Regions from separate parts of the Mus musculus genome. Here region 1 is linked to region 2. Evidence: chromatin contacts called from public Hi-C data. All regions are on one chromosome and are shown on one strand. The core of a region is the stretch at or near the end of the contact, and the rest is flanking DNA. Distances in the headings are between cores, read along the strand shown.

Region 1 (2,700 bases), core at 58-2,557, 1.3 Mb after region 2:
TGTGCCTTTCCTAGTCCAAACCCCTTCACTATTTTATAACCCTTTGTGATCAGAGGTTCAGAATATCTACAAAGACTATAAGCTTCCTCTCCTGGGGTTAAGGGGAGAACAGGGGTCCTGATTTTAATGATGGCTAGGAACAAAACTTTCCAGAGATGAGAGGATTGGGTGTATTCTCTTCTGAATAAACGTGATGAGTGAAAATGATGTAATTAAATTGATGATGAAATATTTGATGTGGCCCTATAATGCTGACTGTGCTAACTGACCGACTGGTTTCCATATCAGGCTTGGGAAGATTGTATGGCAGTATGGGGGAAGTCAACCAAGGAGAAGACTGCCATAGGAGAGGGACACAGGTACCAGCCAGGGCACCCAGAACTTGTAACTTTATGAAAAGTTCCTTTCCATGTTGAGAGGCAGAGAGGTTGAAAGCTTTCCATAGTAGGGAGAAGGGCAGGCTGAAATGTTCTTTCAAAGGGGTGAGGCATGTTAGGTATTCAGAAACATCTTTCTGAGAAGATAGGCATATAAGCAGCTGCATGCAAAATATACAAATGAGGGGGTAAAGGATTCATATTATCTGAGCATCCTCTAACCCAGCTCATAGCACAACCAGGCAGGACTATGTGAGCTCTATTCTGTATCTGGCTACCAATCCCAGATTACAGCAGCCACATATAAGCACTTGCTCACACCAGATTCTAGGTGATCTGCCCTCATGCCACAAGAAGTGGAAAGGGGCGATGCTGGACTTTCAGAGGCCTCTAGAAACACCCCTAAGTGCATAGGGAGTCAGAGGTTAAACAAAAATGTATTCCTTAAGTCTTATCTTGTCAAAATCAGACACATCTTCAACCTATTTATTTCTAGTTTTTGTCTAACTTTGCTAATGGAAACTTCTCCCTAGGATTAGGGAAACTAAGGGACAAGGCTCGACCTTGCCCAAAATGTGGTGACTGTTTGGGGGATCAGAGAAAGGCAAGATGGTGACTGAACATAAAAGTCTAGTTAGCTTCCATTTGGTAACATGTTTTACAATGAATGACCAGTTAAGGGTCTGGCCCTGGTTAGTGGTGTCTGGAAGTAATAGGTTCAGGGAATAGAGTCTTTGGAAACATTAGAGGGAGGAGAAACAGCACCTGGGCCTCAGGATCATTTTACTCTGAGCTTTTGAGGGTAAAGGCTTAGGGGAAAGGTACGTGTATGTTCTGGGGATAGATGAGTAGTGTCCATGATAGCTTAGAAGCTTACTCTAAAGGCCTCATTTGCTTCCTTAAAACATCCTTTCCCATCCGGCCTAAAAATCATGATGCAGCAATGGCACCACCTGCTGGCCCTGCTGGGCTCCCACTGTTCAGCCTCAGTACTGGTATCTTGTGTTTGCTGGGTTTCTTTCTTGTGTCAGCCTACCCTTAACAATCTAGTCCTGTTTACCACATTATTAACACACACACGCACATGCTCACACGCATAGCAGGGTAACAATGGAAAGGACTTTAACGATACATTTAGTTCCACTCCTTGTGTACAGCAAACCCACACCAAAGATTTAGGAAGGATGCCCTGAGCATGAGGCTTCTTCTCATCTTTGCTTCCCGTGCTTCTGCAGAGGCTTCTGGGTTCTTTTAATTGGGTATCTTGATGCCAGTGGCATGTTTCAGAGTGAGTTTAGAACTACATTTTTGCATCATTTCACCACTGTATACTGTGCAGGACTCAAAAGCCTAGCAGGTCCTGAGCCTAGAACAAAAATCCTGGGAAGATCTGAGGCTCTACATTCATTATGACTGTGCAAATGGACTCTTGCCAGATTTACATATAAACAGATATATGACAGTGTCCTTCAAGTCTGGACAAGTATACTACCCTCTTTTTATCTCTTCTAAACAAATCAAACTTATGTCCCTTTGCCAAGGCATAAGTTCAGGGATAGGCTAACAACATTTTTGCAATAGGATGTTACTCATTTCCTTATAAACCTACTCATAGCCCAAGGGTTTTCTATTGCAATTTAGCCATTCAACAAGTCTTTATCAAGGGCATTGTGTGGCTGCTGCTCTAAAGGCAGGATAAAGCAGGCTTTCAAAGAGCTCTAGAAGAGGAGAAAGACAGCAAAATATTTTAGCTTAGTAAAAATACACAAACATCTTCAGGTAATATTCAGAACTATGATAAGCTTCCTCTTCAATATGTTCCAAGACCCCTTGGTAGAGATGGAAACCTTAGTACTGAGGCCTGCAGACAATCACTGTGATATTTTAAGAGTTGACCTGATAACCATGATGGCTACCAAGGAACAGAACACTATTTGAGGGATTTTATTTACAAGATTGGCATGTAGGCATGTCTATATGGTTTTTCTGAATTGTTGATCATTGTAGGCAGTTCTGTGAAGTATAAGAAAGATAGCAGGATATGAACCTGAGAACAGGGGAGTGGGGAACATTCTCCCACAATCTCTACTCCAGTTTTTGCCTCCAGGTTCCTGTCTTGAGTCCTTGCCCTAATTAGCCTTGATAAGTCAGGTAACCTCTTTTCTCTCCAAGTTGAGTTTGGTCAGTGTTTGATCGTATCAACAGAGACAAAACTAGGACAGCAATGAACATTTCTTTTCATAGCTCGTTGTAGAACTTTTTGTAGGAGCTTCCATAATTTGGCTAGCCATTTTAGACACCACTGGCAAACAAATTGATGAAA
Region 2 (2,700 bases), core at 93-2,592:
TGGCCTCTCTGTTCACATTCACTTCTCCCTGTTCTTTCACTTCATCTGTTAGGTATCATCTAGGCAGATCTGTTCTTCCTACTAAGGGGTGAGTAGGATAATTTATATGAAAATTGAGGAAGCGATTGCCTTTTAGATGAGAAGCCTGAGGCATTGAGATGCTGCTCAGTTTCTTGTACTATGGGTTATCAACCACAGAGGCTCTGTCTAAGCAAGACTTCTGACAGCTAGTGATAGTGATCCATCCTATGCATAGATACAATATGATGCTGAGACTCTATCAGGGCAGGCAGATGTGAAAAGGATGTTGTTACAAGATACATTAACAGAGTCTGTTGATACTGGTCATGGTGGTTAAGAACCCGCCCTGTCTGAATCCATCTGGCCCTTTCTTGATAATCCCCAAGCCCACCATTGTCACCCTGGCAGACATTGCGTTGTTTCTCAATGGCCACTCAGTGCAAGGATGCCCCCTCCCTATCACCCCCCCTGTCATGCACAGGTCACATCTATATGCGTGCACATGATCTAGGATCATGAAGATTAGAAAGGACATTTTCCCAAGACAGCCAGGGTTGGTTAGGACATAGTTGGTTTCTAGGAGACTGTCAAAACCAAAAGGAGCAAACACCAAGGCAGGGGCTACCAGAATTCCCTCTGGAAACCCTTTCCTTCACGGTATACTCTGGAGCCTGAATCTCTAGAGGAGCAGCATCAGACTCTCTTGGAAGACCGAGCACTGGGCTCTCTCCTTCCAGAAATTCGCATGTGTTAGGTCTAGTGCTGGAGGAAATTTATATTTTAAACACGTTTTCAATTGATGTGATCTTGCACCCCAGACAACATTTTTGAGAACCAGGAGCATACAAAGAAAGAAAGATGCACCACCTGTGTCTCTGGCTCTCTTATTTCAAATTCACCTGCACTGAATAAGAGACACACTTAAAGGTCTACCCAGGAGTCCTCTGTAGATACATGCAGTGGCCAGGAGTGTCCTCACAGGGCCAGTAGCTCATGATTTGCCTATGGGATGGATGAAGACTGTGGCTCTTTGTTGTGGATGAGCTACACTGGAGACTGAGTAAATAAACCCAGCAGAGGCCCAAGGATGGCCCTCAGTCTTGCAGGCAGACCCTCTCTTCACTCCTGTTGTTTTGTTCTGCTGCCTTCTCATCGTCTTGTACTGACAATAGTCGTAAATAACCGCAGTGCTGTAGAGGAATCATTTTAACAGCAGAGAGTCAAATAAATACATTAGACCTGACAGCTTAACTACGCACAGTCCATTTGGATGTGGTGGCCAGCTGCTCCCAAGGACTGCACTTCCAGGAGCAATCGCAAGAGGTCGCACAGAGCTCACCAGCTGGGCTTCAAACTTAAAGACAGCAGAACCCAGCTAAGGCTGTGTTTTGCTTGTAACTTGTCTGGGAGGTAGAGTTTGCAGGCGATGTGTGCATGTGCATGTGACTGTGTGTGTGTCTGTGTGTCTGTATGTATTTGTGTGTGGTGGTGGTGGTGGTGGTGGTGGTGGTGGTGGTGGTGGTGGTGGTGTGTGTTGAGGCTTGTGCTTCCTTGACCTGTATGGGTCCACAGCAAAACCATAGTCCCAACAACATGCTATCCTTGTGCCATTCTAGCCCCTCACAGGCATCTAGGACCATTCTTTTTCCACATGGGTCTTTAACACTTGTAGCTGACACCCCTGTTTGAGCTGCCATTGCCGGTTCTAGGCCTGCTATCGAATTCCTGGGGTGTTTGTTTTTCCCTTTCTGTATTTAGCACTTAAGGTGCTCTGGTATATGCCACATATTCATGTTGTCCATCCTTTCTGGAGGGCAATGTGCTTTGGGGCCCAAGTTTCCTCAGAGCCAAGCACAGCCCTGGATTTCATCCAAGGCACTGAGTGAGCTCTAGGGTCCCATTTCTAGGCGCTATAGTTCTGGAACCATCATGGGTCAGACACTAATTCACCAACCAGTGTAAAGTAACTGAGTGGGAGGAGCAGGGTGTTGTAATATGGCTATTCTCCCACAGCCCCTCACAGCCCTAATGGAAGGCAGGCAGGTCTGTGGATAGCAGTTCTACTGTGGATTCTATTTTCAACCTAAAGAAATAAGGGCAGCTGGAGGCTCAGGCCAGCCCAAGCCCTCTATCTAGCACAGTGGGACTAGAGCAGGGAGGATGTGTGATCTGCTGCTGCTGTGCCCAGGGCTGAGAGTTCAGAAGCAGTCAGCTCACTGTCCCTGAGCTCTGATGCCAATATGGGTTTGCTCTCTTCTTACTTATCTTCCTGGATTCTGAGTATCAAACTCCTATTCACATAAACTTGGTTTCAGACTCTTTAGAACCACCAGAGTAGTTGCTACAAAGCTGTCTTTTCTTCAGAGCTTGATTAAAGGGGATGCATTTTAGGAACAGTTAGTAGCTGTCTTTGGATCTGTGATCACAAGAATACTTCATGTTCTCTAAAGGGAGTTTAGACTATAGCGGGTCAGACACCAGAAAACACTTTCTGACATTGAAGTTATTAGATGCTCTGATGAATACCATGCAGACGCTTGCCTTTCTCTAAGGACCACATGGCATTACAACATGTTCTTGTGTCCTCAGAGCTGTAAACATCTCCCTACCATCATGAATTGGGGCCAGGGAGGAGGAGCCATGCACAGGACTGCCTACTCTCTACCATATGGTGCCTGA

Evidence for each region. Hi-C and Micro-C count contacts between places; a contact is called where the count stands out from the background.
Region 1: a Hi-C map of neural stem cells shows a contact between it and region 2, with 4 times the contacts expected there. The contact joins two enhancer-like sites. A contact is called at or near these places in 1 of 39 promoter capture datasets (hippocampal neurons), 1 of 15 datasets of contacts at CTCF or cohesin (large pre-B cells), 23 of 484 Hi-C or Micro-C datasets (B cells, the C2C12 cell line, the N1E-115 cell line and 15 more), 1 of 115 datasets of contacts at active chromatin or transcription factors (astrocytes) and 1 of 9 other capture datasets (embryonic stem cells).

What each region holds. Positions count from the first base shown.
Region 1 is chr1:194,961,049-194,963,748 of GRCm38.p6, forward strand. It overlaps Cd34 (CD34 antigen), which reads left to right. Exons shown (of 8, transcript NM_133654.3): 8 at 1-244. All of the region lies in intron 2 of Gm16897 (predicted gene, 16897), which reads right to left. Among named protein-coding and RNA genes, the nearest start is that of Gm16897, 15 kb to the right of the region's middle. Within about 2 kb of position 1,308, at least 34 of the 459 cell types and tissues checked have an H3K27ac peak or open chromatin away from gene starts, as enhancers often do. A contact at or near this core is called in neural stem cells, where this site is marked.
Region 2 is chr1:193,697,734-193,700,433 of GRCm38.p6, forward strand. The region is part of intron 2 of Gm31870 (a long non-coding RNA gene); the gene reads left to right. Among named protein-coding and RNA genes, the nearest start is that of Gm31870, 44 kb to the left of the region's middle. Within about 2 kb of position 1,343, at least 70 of the 459 cell types and tissues checked have an H3K27ac peak or open chromatin away from gene starts, as enhancers often do. A contact at or near this core is called in neural stem cells, where this site is marked.